Linked DNA regions of Sus scrofa: region 1 is linked to region 2. The links are chromatin contacts, called in public Hi-C maps. All regions are on one chromosome and are shown on one strand. Each heading gives the region's core, a stretch centred on a gene start, on an enhancer-like site or on the middle of the called end of the contact. The rest is flanking DNA. Distances are from core to core; before and after follow the strand shown. Region 1 holds the start of NKX3-2 (homeobox protein Nkx-3.2). Region 2 holds the start of RAB28 (RAB28, member RAS oncogene family).

Region 1 (5,599 bases), core at 3,066-5,565, 58 kb after region 2:
GGAGAGAGGCTGAGAGAAAACACGGCTTCCAGGAGGGCATGTTAAACTACACGTTTATAAATTAAAGGGAAAAAAAATACAACGAATAGAGCTTCCAAATTTCACAAATCTTTTTAAAGGTAATACTCTAGTTGAGTGCACAGTGCCTTTAAGGAGGCGAAAAGCGGGGACGCTGACACGAGGTTAACAGGATCACCTGTCTTAGGGGCAGGGACAGGGATGGGAGAATCCTGGGTCAGGACACAGGAGTCGCGCGGAGGGTGGACGGTAAAGACAGGATCCGGCGGCCAACTGCAGAGGACGCCGCCGAGGAAAGGCTGCTCAAGGATATTCACATTGAATACAAAAATAGCCGTCATTTGAATACAAACAACTGAAAAGTGCTACAAGTTTTAACCTCCTTAAAAAAAGTAAAAAGAAATAAAGGAAAGTTCTGCGAAGGGCTCCTGGGTGTGCTCTCTCCTGGTTTCGGGGGCTCCCAGGAGCTACCCGAGTTGGTCGCAGCCCTGGACCTCCGAGAGGGAAGATGCTGGGGGCCCTCGCCCTGCCCTGTGCTCAGAGGCTCCCTTCCATACATTCAGCGCCCAATCCGGAGCCCCCACCCGAGTCTGACACCGGGGGAGGGGTGGGGCGGAGGGTATGCAAACCTGCAAACCTAACCCTTCACGGTTCAATGAACCCCTGGCCTGGGGCTCCTAGGGACTGCCAGGGTTCCGCACCGCTTTGTAACAAATGCAACTTCCAAAAATAATAGATATGTAGATACACATAGATTGGTAGCATGGATACCATGAACTAGTGTGGCCTAGCGCACGAAGCTCCCGGCAGGCCTGAAATTCTGGGATTCAGGCTTTTGTGGTCTCCAGGAGTTCTCTCTGCTCTGGGGAAACGCCATCCCCGGGCAGACACAATCCAAATCCAGCATTGTGGTGGTAATAAATAACGTCCAAAGGCTTCCGGGAAGGTGAGGGGTGGGGGGAACAGGGCCCCTAGATGCCACTGCTCAAGTTAGAGAAAGGCGCCCCCCTCTGGGTAGACCCGGTCCCGAGGCCAGAGCGCGCATCCTGGAAAGCAGAATTAGAGCTGTATATTATCCTTCACCTGCCCCCTCGGCAGGACGTCCCTGCAGAGGGCACAATCTGCATAGCCATCAGCGCCGGTCCGGAGCTGGGGCCCAAGGATCCTTCGCCGCCTCACTCCAGGCCGGCTCACTGGGTGCCCGCGGCCGCCGCGCAAGTGGAGAGCGCCCAGCCCGGGAGGCAGTAATAAGGGTAATAGTAGGAGGGCTGCAGTGGCAGCAGCGAGGGTGGTCGCAGCACCTCCCCGGGCAAGTACTGTCTCTGGTCGTCGCGCACCAGCACCTTCACCGCCACCTTCTTGGCGGCAGGTGCCGAGGCCAGCAGATCGGCGGCCATCTGCCGGCGCTTGGTCTTGTAGCGACGGTTCTGGAACCAGATCTTCACCTGCGTCTCAGTGAGTTTCAGCGACGCGGCCAGGTCTGCACGCTCGGGCCCGGACAGGTAGCGCTGGTGGTTGAAACGGCGCTCCAGCTCGAAGACCTGCGCATGGGAGAAGGCGGCGCGGGAGCGCTTCTTGCGCGGCTTGGGAGCCGCGGGCTCCTCCTCCTCCTCCGCGCCGCCCGCCGGCCCGCCGCCGCCGCCGCCGCCACCGCCGCCGCCGCCGCCTCCGCACAAGGTGGGCACGCGTGCGCCACCGGTGCCAACACCGTCGTCCTCGGCCCTCGGGCTGCGGTCGCCTGCGGACCCGGTGGGAACAGAAACAAGAGACTGTCAGCGCTGCAGAGGAATGAGGTCCGTCCTCAACCGCGGAATGGGTGTGGGGGGCGGAAATACTCTTTGATCCCACCCGAGTGATAGGAAGAGCCTGGAAGCCGCGGGTCCGGGAGACGAGTCTTAGAGCCCTGTTCCACTCGTTTCTTGTATCTTGTCTTGTTATGAGTGGGCAAAGGACTCAGGCGCTCTATCAACGCTGTGCTGCCAAGATCCAGCTCCCTGCCCTCTCTGGGCTCAGGCTCCCTTCAGCAACGTGGGTTTTGGGGCCTGAGCATCCTTGCAAGCCTTCTCCGCTCTCAGCGCTGAGACCTGAGGTTCTAGATGGCCTTTCAGAATCCCTTCCTGGGTTCACCCACCTCCCCACACCCGCTCGCACACACTCGTCACCACAGCACACTCGCGTTAGCTGCTCCTAAAGGGAAAATGGGGAGACAGATCCTGGAGACAAGCAGTCAGAGGCTTACGGCCCCACCCACCTGAAACTGTGAGGAGGGGGCTGTGGCAATAGGCTTCTCCCTCTCTCTTCGAAAAGCAATGAAAAGAGAGCTGGGAATTGGGGGTGAAGGGGGGTGTCTGCTTGGACCCTAATCTGACGCCAGCTCCTTGGCGTCTTTCCCGCTGTCCCCGCAGCGCCCTAGCAGAGAGGTCCAGCACTCTAGCCTGCAGCAGATACTAGTTGTTTGGGGCCAGCACGAGGCCTACAGCACTGTCCAACGGAGGGGCAGGCTCGAAGGTCTGAGGTTTTTCTGACCAAGTGACTGTGCCTGCTCGTGGCTGAGGAGATGCCTCTCCCCGCTGAGTATGGGATGACCTAAATCAAGCCCCTCTACCAGCAGCTGGCTGCAAGGTTTACCTTCAGCTCTCGGGTCCTCAGCCCAGCGCAGCTCTCTCGGCCGTGGGGTCTGGGAAGCTAAATAAACCCTTCTCCCAAAGCTCTGGCTCGGTTGGCCTTGGGCCTGCTTAGATACCCTCCTACCTATCTCTGAGCAGTGGGGCCTGGCTCTGGGATTTCCAGCTGGGAACACCTCTGATCTCTGGGCCAGGGCCAGGGCACTGGCCACCCGAGATGTCTGGGCTCCCTGGCTCTTCCCTTTCATTGATTTTGGAGATCTGGGGACAGACTAAGCTGAAGGCACTAACAATGGACTCAAAGCCAGGGTGCAGTGCCCAGTTCTAAAACATCCTGTCTCAGTTCGCAGGACTCTGAGAAGCTGCTTGGTCCTCTCTCGGGCTCAGTTTCGGAAGCGGCGGGTTTTAAGGGCAGCCGGCGCCGGCATGCAGAACTTAGGTCTTGGACACTTTGGGGCCCCAGGGCGCAGGGTGCTTACGGCGGCCCACCCTACTCGGCGTGGCTGCCCTCCTTTCCCAAGCCCTCAGCCCAGCCCCCTTCCCGGTGAAGCCTCAGCCGACCTGAGACGCTAGCCGACATCTCGCTGTCGCTCCGGCCCGCGGCTTCCTCGTCCAGGTCCTTGGCGGCGGGCAGCTCGCAGACCGTCTGGCCGAGGCCCAGGGTCCCTCCTGCACGGCAGGCCCCGCTGGCCCCCGGCGCGTCCTTGCAGCGTCGCCCGCCCTCGTTCTCTTCGCTCAGCGCCGAGTCCGAGTCCCAGCCTCCCGGGCTCTCCGCGGTCCGCCCCGCAGCCGTTCTGGTCCTGGCAGGCGACGCCAGCAGAGAGTCCTCGGCGCCCCCCAGAGCGCCCGCGTCTGTTTCCCCAAAGAGCCGCCAGCAACAGACAGCGGGCGCCGAAGCCACTGCCACCGCTGTGCCCCCGGGTACGGGGCGCCCCTCCGGCGCGGGCAGAACGCCGCGCTCCTCTTTCTTGTTGAGGATCGCCTGGATGGAGAAGGGCGTCAAGGTGTTGGCGCCGCGCACAGCCATTTGCGCCGCGGGCCGGAGCGGCCAGCCAGGCAGGCGGCTGGGGCTCGCGGCAGCACCGAGCTGGATGGAGCGCGCGGGCCGCCGCTGCGCGAGTGAGCCCCGCGCGCGAGGCCCCTGCAGCCCACTCCTGCGCTGCCCAGCAGCCTCCGCCCCCCTCTGGCCCGGCCGGGATCAGCGCCGACCCTCACCCCCACTTCCGAGGCCCACCCCACCCGGAGACCCCCCTCCCCCCCAATCCAGCTCCAGACGCTCTCCTTTCGTAGCTCAGCTGGATTATCTCATCGCCTCGCGCCCTTAGGGGCGGGCCGGGGTCTGCCCCTCGGAGGACGTGGGGGGAGGATCGGCGAGGCCCCTCTGCGGCTGCAATCCCCTCCTGAGCGCCTCTGGGGCGCACGGCCCGAGTCACTTTTTCTTTGCGCCTCTGCCTCTTCCCTGTCTGCACGATTTCACTCCTGGATCGTCGTCTCCTTTCCCTGTTGGGCTGGCTCTTCCGGAGCCCACCCCTGGTGGCTGTGGCTGCGGTGGGGGCGACGGCGGCCGTTGAATTCCAAGAGACACGGGGCACCTTTTTACCCCCTGTCCTGGTTTTATCTGTTTCTTCTCTCTTTCCTTCCCCAGAGTTCCACCGTACCCCACCCCCTCCCGCCCGGGTGTCATTCCTCACTGCTGAGTGACAGCCTCAGGCCACGCCCCTTCACTGGGCGGTACCGGACTCTCTCGGCCGCCCATTGGTTGGCTCCTGCTGGGCGACGTTGACTTGAACAGACAAAACTGGGCACGTTGCGCGGAGAAAGTCAGGGTCTGCCTTAACCCCTTTCCTCCCAAGCCTGGTGCTCGAAGCCTCCTCCAGCAATCGAGAGGCTCGTCCACCTAGATTCGCTGTCTGAGAAACCGCGTTTCTTACCTCTATAGACATACCCACCTGATCTAGCACTTTCATGGAACAGGCTATTTAGTTGAGTCAGATCTGGGAGGGAAACCCAAGATAATGCTGTTCTATAAATCGCCCGCGTAGTTTCTGTTCTCTAGGAAGATTTATAGGTTTGAAGAACAAAATGTTTCTTTTCCCCTGACAGTTTCACTCTCTCCTCACTGCTAATTCTTTTTCTCTGAAATAATCAGTAAATTAAAACCACCTTAGAAATAGTTTCCTTTCCTCACCGAATTTTATTTGATTCAATTTCTATAGAGGAATTAAAAAGAAAAAATGGTACAAATACAACTAAAATCAGGCGAGACATTGGAAGGTATCTTTGGGAGAGTTTCTGGAAATTGCGCTGTCATTTCTCTGGGTAGTCAATATTGAATATACTTGGAGTTTGCTAAATTTTACACGAGGAAGAAAATCAAAACTTTTTATTTGTTGTTTAAATATTCGGTTACATGTGAATTGACTAAAATTAGAAAAAGGTATGTTTGTTTAAAAGATTATCTGGGAATTACTATAATAAAGGTCCTAAACTGCAATATTAATTAATGCCCTTTTTAAAAATGAGCAATGCATTGTTTTACAGAGCAGCAGCCAAGCAGAAAAACCCACAAATGTTGTGAGTATATCCAAATACTTGTTACTTTTTTATATTATTTATTTTTAAATTAGAATTTTTGCTCAAGTACCATAATTGACCGTCTCCCGTAAATTTTTACCAGAGGTTTAAGTTAAAGTCAAACACACAATTTGAATTATTAAATAAATTTAAAGAACTGTGATTTTAATTTAATAAATTCCTGGGATTGGTGTTTTTTGGTGCCACTAAAACAAATAATATTCACCCTTGTAGTTTTCTTTTTGGTGTCTCTTATTCTGCACTGAAGGATGAAATACACATGTAAGTCATAGGATCAGGATCAGTGGAGGCAGGTAGGGTTTGCAACATCTATACTTTCCAGCATTTCAGCCACGTGATGCTCTTTTGCATCTCAAATACAC
Region 2 (5,598 bases), core at 2,307-4,806:
GAAAACCTGGCCCAATTTCAATTCCTTTAAACAAAAAGACCTAAAATTCCTTTGACATAAGAATTGTTATTTTTCATATAAATAGCAATACGCACACCCTTTTAAATACTCAGCATTTGTAAGAAATATCTAAAATATTTGGTTAAATATGTATTGAGTACCATAGGAAAAATGTTTTGGCTAGATTCTGAGAAATAAACTTGCCACACCAAAATGAAAATTTATTTAAATTCCTTGATAATATATAAACTGAGGGATGGCGGGGAGGGTAAGCATTCCTTTTGTTTTTCATTTGGCCTTGTTTATGCCATTGAGCTTCTTTAACTTAGAGCACAAAATCAACTGTAAAGAGGCTTAGAGTTTTTAAAAAAATAATTACCACTACTTATACTGTTAGAGATATTTGAAAATGTTTAATGTATGTATGGTTAAAACATTTTTATAAGTCAAAGAGAAACTCAGGCACATGTAACTTCAGCATAATGTCATGTAAGGTAACTTTTCACTTTCATTTAAGTTTCTCAAAATTCAATTCTTACATTAACAAATATTCAGAAAAATTTGGTTTCTTTTCCTTAAAATAAGACTTAGAGATTTTGAAACTCCACCCTCACACTTTTGAGGGAAACGTAAAACTAGAATTTTCAACTGGAATAGAATATAATCTGTCGAAAGTATAGGTAACTGGAAATAAAGAATATTAAAATGGGTTTTTACATCATCTCCAGACATCTTAGCATAAAAATTAAACAGAGGAGCAACTGAATAAGTGGGAGGCACTTCCTCTTTAATTATCTAGATATCGTGCTATCTTTCACATTCAATAATTTCTCACAAGTCATTGTATAAGTACTTTTCTTAAAACAATTATGAAGTGAACACCATCAACTATAAATGTAACTTTTTTATCTGATTCTTTATAGTTTTTGTTTGGTAAACTTTTACTAACAATTTTTAATCAGAGTACATGTATTAATACTGAAAAAACACCATGAAGGAATAATCTGCCTCAAAAAATCTTAAGAAATATGTAATAAAACACAAAGCATGAGTCAAAACAGGAAAGAAATAGAAACACGTGTTAATAGGAGGAGGAGCTAAATTTCTCTTGCAGGAACTCTTAGTGGTCATTTCAATACTCTCCTGCTTCTGTCAGGGTATATAAAAATGCCCTGAGTTAAAACTAGCAAGAAAAACTGAGGCAAAAAGAAAATGGCCAGAAGTTAAATCAGGATACAAATAAGAACTAAAGAGAGGCTGAATTCATAAATGAAAAGGAGGGTAAAAGAAATAGAATGGAAATGTCGGTAGCTGCCAATAATACACCAATAATATGAAAGCTGAATAGTGTATGGGGGGAAAAAAAAGCTTGATATACAAAAAACAAAAAAAGCTTAATTTCTGATGCTGGTATCCAGAAATTTCTGGCAGAAAAAGCCTTTACATTTTAAAATAGATAAGATGACAAAGACTAAATCAGAACACCATAAAGAGTATCACTGTTATCCTTTGAAGTGCGATAGCCCTAATTCGACAATACAAATTGGAAAAAAAATGCTTTGTCCTACACTAGATAGAATTTTAGACAGAGAGGAAAAACCCTAATTATCACACTAAATTAGCAACAAAGGGAAAAAGTGTGAAAGGCCAGATGAAAAACCTAGATAGGAAATTGTGAACAAATTTCAAAAGAGAAATGCATGAATGATAATGGATGAATATTGGGATAAAAAAAGAATTACGATAGAATGTAGGATAATGGACATTTCTGTGTCTTCATACAAGTGTATTAGTGTTATAGATAGTCACTATAATTTAAACAGGAAATAACTTCAGTTATAGTTAACCATAAAAATATTTGGAAAATGAAAAATTAGAAGTCATTCAAAAGAAAGTACAAATGAGAAAACTATAAAAATATCACTTAAAGTTTTTTCTTAATAAGGATGTTAGAAACAATGCTGATTTATTTAAAACAATTCATCCATTCAAAATACTGTTGTAAATGTACAAAAAATACTTCATTTAAAAAGCGACTTAAATTCCTTCCTTCCTCAAAATGTTTAAAAGTAATCAGAACATATTAAGTTGTTTTTCCTCAACAATAAAAATCAATAACAAATACCAAGAATGGCCAGAGTGAAATTAACAAGAGTTCTCCAAATTTTACATATGAATGACACGTTTCTCGGGGCCCTAGCAACGCAAATCTGAGGGAAGGACAGGAACAGCTGTGCAGTGACAACTGCCAAGGAAAATGCAGCAAGCAGTCCTCACCACAGACACCCGGGTCCAAACTACACCCGTAACACGGAAACATGAAGGTGAAAACGGAAACCCTGCCTTTCCGAAGATTCTTGTTGGGAAAAGGGATTGGGAGAAGAAAGAAGATAAACTTTAGCAATATTCCCAGGAACAGTGTTGACGCTACTAATACAAGCAACAGGTGTGAAGGTTCCCAGGGCAGAGGCTTTTCACCTTATTTGGAGAATGGATCATAAACCGCTTTAAGACCTTATGGACCCTCTCCAAAAAGCAAACGCAATGTTCAGTCCATTTCAGGAGCTCCACAATCCTGGGTTAAAAACCTTGCCTATAATGTAAGGGGACTGCCTACCAGATATTCATACACTCAGTCTCATTCGCTCAACCAACTGTCACCAAAGGACAGACTTTAAGTCAAGGATCCCCTCCTCAGGCTGGCAGCTCCGCCCTCAGCATCCGGCCCAGAATAGGAGCTTAACAGACTTTTGCTGAATGAATGCTTGTGTTGACAGGTGCTGTGCTGGTAACAGAGATGAACAGGTATGATGCTCTAAAACAGGAACTCACGTTTACTGAGTGCACACCATGTGCGGAAAGCTTTATGTGGACTTTCGCATTTAATGGAGATCTGCACACTTCACCCTTCAAGGCGACCTTTATCAACACACCCATCTTACAGACGAAGCACAAATAGGATAGCAATTAGCCCTCCAAGGACCCGACCAGTGAGTGCTGGAACCCCAATTCTCTCAGCCAGGGAAGCAGACGCAGAGTCAGGCTCTTGGGACCTCCCAGTGCAGTGGAGGCATCAGAAACGGTAAACGGGGGGAAAGGAGCAGAGTGACGTGAACCAAAGAAAAAGAGGTGAGCCGCTTTGGCGGACCCCTGCCAGTCCTCAGAGGCGAGAGGCTGGAAAGCGTCCCAGGCAGACGATGCTGGCTCGTGTCTTGAAGAAACAGGAGTTCGGGATCCGGGCAGAGAGTTAGGAAGTGACCTTTGTGAAAATAATAATAGGAATAATAGAGAGAGCTGGATAGCTCTCGTCGGACTTCACCGAGCGCCTAATTCGCGTCTGGCCCCAGGCCACGACCTGGCGGATCCCAGCCCACGAGCCCCAGGGCTCGGGGATACAGGACGACGCCGGGAGGCGGGGAGGAGGCTGGGGCCGCGCCGGGGTTCCCGCAGGCCTGGCACGGAGGGCCCACTCGAGGACTGACCTTCCCGGAGGTGCCGTCCCCCAGCACGACGATTTTCAGTTGCCGGTCCTGGCTCTCCTCCTCGGAGTCCGACATGGTGTCCCAGGAACCAGGCCCGCCTCCCCTCCCTCTCCCACTCCCGCCGAAGGAGTGCAGGAAGGGAGGGGGTCTCCGGGGGCGGGGGAGAGGAGGAAGGGCGGCAGCGGAGGGCAGGGTCCCCCCCGCCCCGGCGTCTCCGCGGGCGCTGGAGCTTTCCTGGGAGAGTCACTCGCCGGGCGCCATCTTGCCCGCCTCCCCTCCCCCTGCGCGCGGCCCCGTCCCCTGCGCGTTACGTCGGGCGCTCGCCCCCCGCCCCTGCGCTAACCCGCGCCCACTGTGAGCCTCCTAGGCGCGCCGGACCATCCGCCGGCCTGCGAGGAGGGGGCGTTCGAACGCCGCAGGCGGGACGGGGCGCCACCCTCGCAGGCTTAGTTGGCGGAATTTAAAAAAAGCATGTGTATCATTAAACTTGGGTAGAAAAATGGAAGCAGAGCTTTGCACAGATGTTCTATGAATTTCTCTCGTTTACATCTCCCCACCCCCCCGTGAAGGTCCCTGATGCGAATGGTTTAGCCCGAAGGGGCGGGAGGGGGGTGTGACGCCCGGGCTGCGCGCCGCGGTTGCCAGGGAAGCCAGAGCCGGAGGAGAGGCGGAGGGGCGGGGCCCGGGGCCGGTCTCAGGCGCACAGGACGCCGGTTGCCCGGCGGAGCGCGCAGTGGTGGGGTCTCTGGAGCCGTGCGAGCGCTGGGGGTCACACCCCAGGAAGAGAGGTTGCGCGGCCGAAGAGAGGGCGGTTGCTGAGGACGTCGCTGCTGGGCGGCGGCGAGGCTGCGGTAGTTGCCGGGAGTGGAATATAGCTTTGATGCTGCCTTCTCTTCGCCTCTGAAACCCTAGATTTCTTCGTACAAACCATGGAATCCGATGGTTCTTACACGAAAGTCATAAGCTAGAACAGCAGTTCTCAAAATGGGGTCTGGGGAACCCTGAATGTCTAATAAAGTCGAAACTATTCTCCTGATTAATTCAAACAACTTTTTTTTTTTTTTTTGCTTTTGCTTTTTTCGCGTTCATGCTCTCACAAATATACATAGAAGTTTTCCAGAGGATTCATGATGTATATGACATAACCACTCTGACAACTAAGGAAGCAAGCCTGTGCTTGTCTTTCTCATTCAAATCCTTCTCAGGATTCATTTCAATACAGTAATGATAGCTGTAATTTACGTAAGCGAAAGCTCTTTGGGATCCATAATAAGAGTGTAACAGGAGGTTGTGAGCCCCAAACGTTTGGAAACTGCTGTTTCAGACGGATGATTTCAGTCTTGTAGGGTAGGTCAAAGACGTAAGTGAAAATTTCAGTATAGTGGTATAAATTCTGCAATAATCCACCTACTATGTTTGTCTCCTCGTGAGTTACTTTACAGGGATTATCACGTTCGGTCCTCATGGAAACCCCATAAAATAGGTAAAATTATCTCACTTTACAGATGAGGACTCTTAAGTCACCAAAAGCTTGTCTCAAGGGCAGTAGTCCTGGAAAGGATAGGGGAATTCAAATGAGACAGCAGTACGGTGTAAAGAGGTACCCATCCCTAGCAGCAGCACTGAAATTCTAATCACAGACCTGCCCTTGCCAGATGTGTGACCTGGAGTCACAATGGCCTTATCTATAAAATAGAAGCACTACCTCCTTCATAGGGTTGTGAATAAATGAAGTAATCACTGCAGTGTAACATAACATAATACCTGCCATATAATAAGCACTCAGTACTAACCAGTATAATTATCACCCTCACCTTCCTCATTAGACCTGGTCCATATTGGAGCATCACTGCTTTCTACACATGCTACCTTAAACAGGATTCCTGTGTAGAACCTCCATCCCTTCATCTGTAGATAAGGCTATCCAAGTAGTCACTCCCCAGGTGCTGTCAGATCCAGTTCTTACCCTAGTCCCCACCACCAATACCAAGGACTTTCCACATCACTGGATATGTTAATGAGAATTAGAAGAAAAAGATATGTGAAAAACTTTGCAAAGTTATTTGTTCATGTTAATCTGAGGAATCTGCTTCTAATGAAGACAGATTTAACCCCT

Evidence for each region. Hi-C and Micro-C count contacts between places; a contact is called where the count stands out from the background.
Region 1: a Hi-C map of embryonic fibroblasts shows a contact between it and region 2, with 4 times the contacts expected there. The contact joins the promoter of NKX3-2 here to the promoter of RAB28 in region 2. A contact is called at or near these places in 1 of 5 promoter capture datasets (liver), 7 of 47 Hi-C or Micro-C datasets (embryonic fibroblasts, fetal heart ventricle, heart right ventricle and 2 more) and 1 of 2 datasets of contacts at active chromatin or transcription factors (alveolar macrophages).

What each region holds. Positions count from the first base shown.
Region 1 is chr8:9,179,025-9,184,623 of Sscrofa11.1, forward strand. NKX3-2 (homeobox protein Nkx-3.2) reads right to left here and starts at 4,316. Exons shown (of 2, transcript XM_003356860.4): 1 at 3,204-4,316; 2 at 37-1,756. The coding sequence starts at 3,669. The coding sequence ends at 1,209.
Region 2 is chr8:9,121,472-9,127,069 of Sscrofa11.1, forward strand. It overlaps RAB28 (RAB28, member RAS oncogene family), which reads right to left and starts at 3,557. Exons shown (of 7, transcript NM_001123175.1): 1 at 3,483-3,557. The coding sequence starts at 3,557.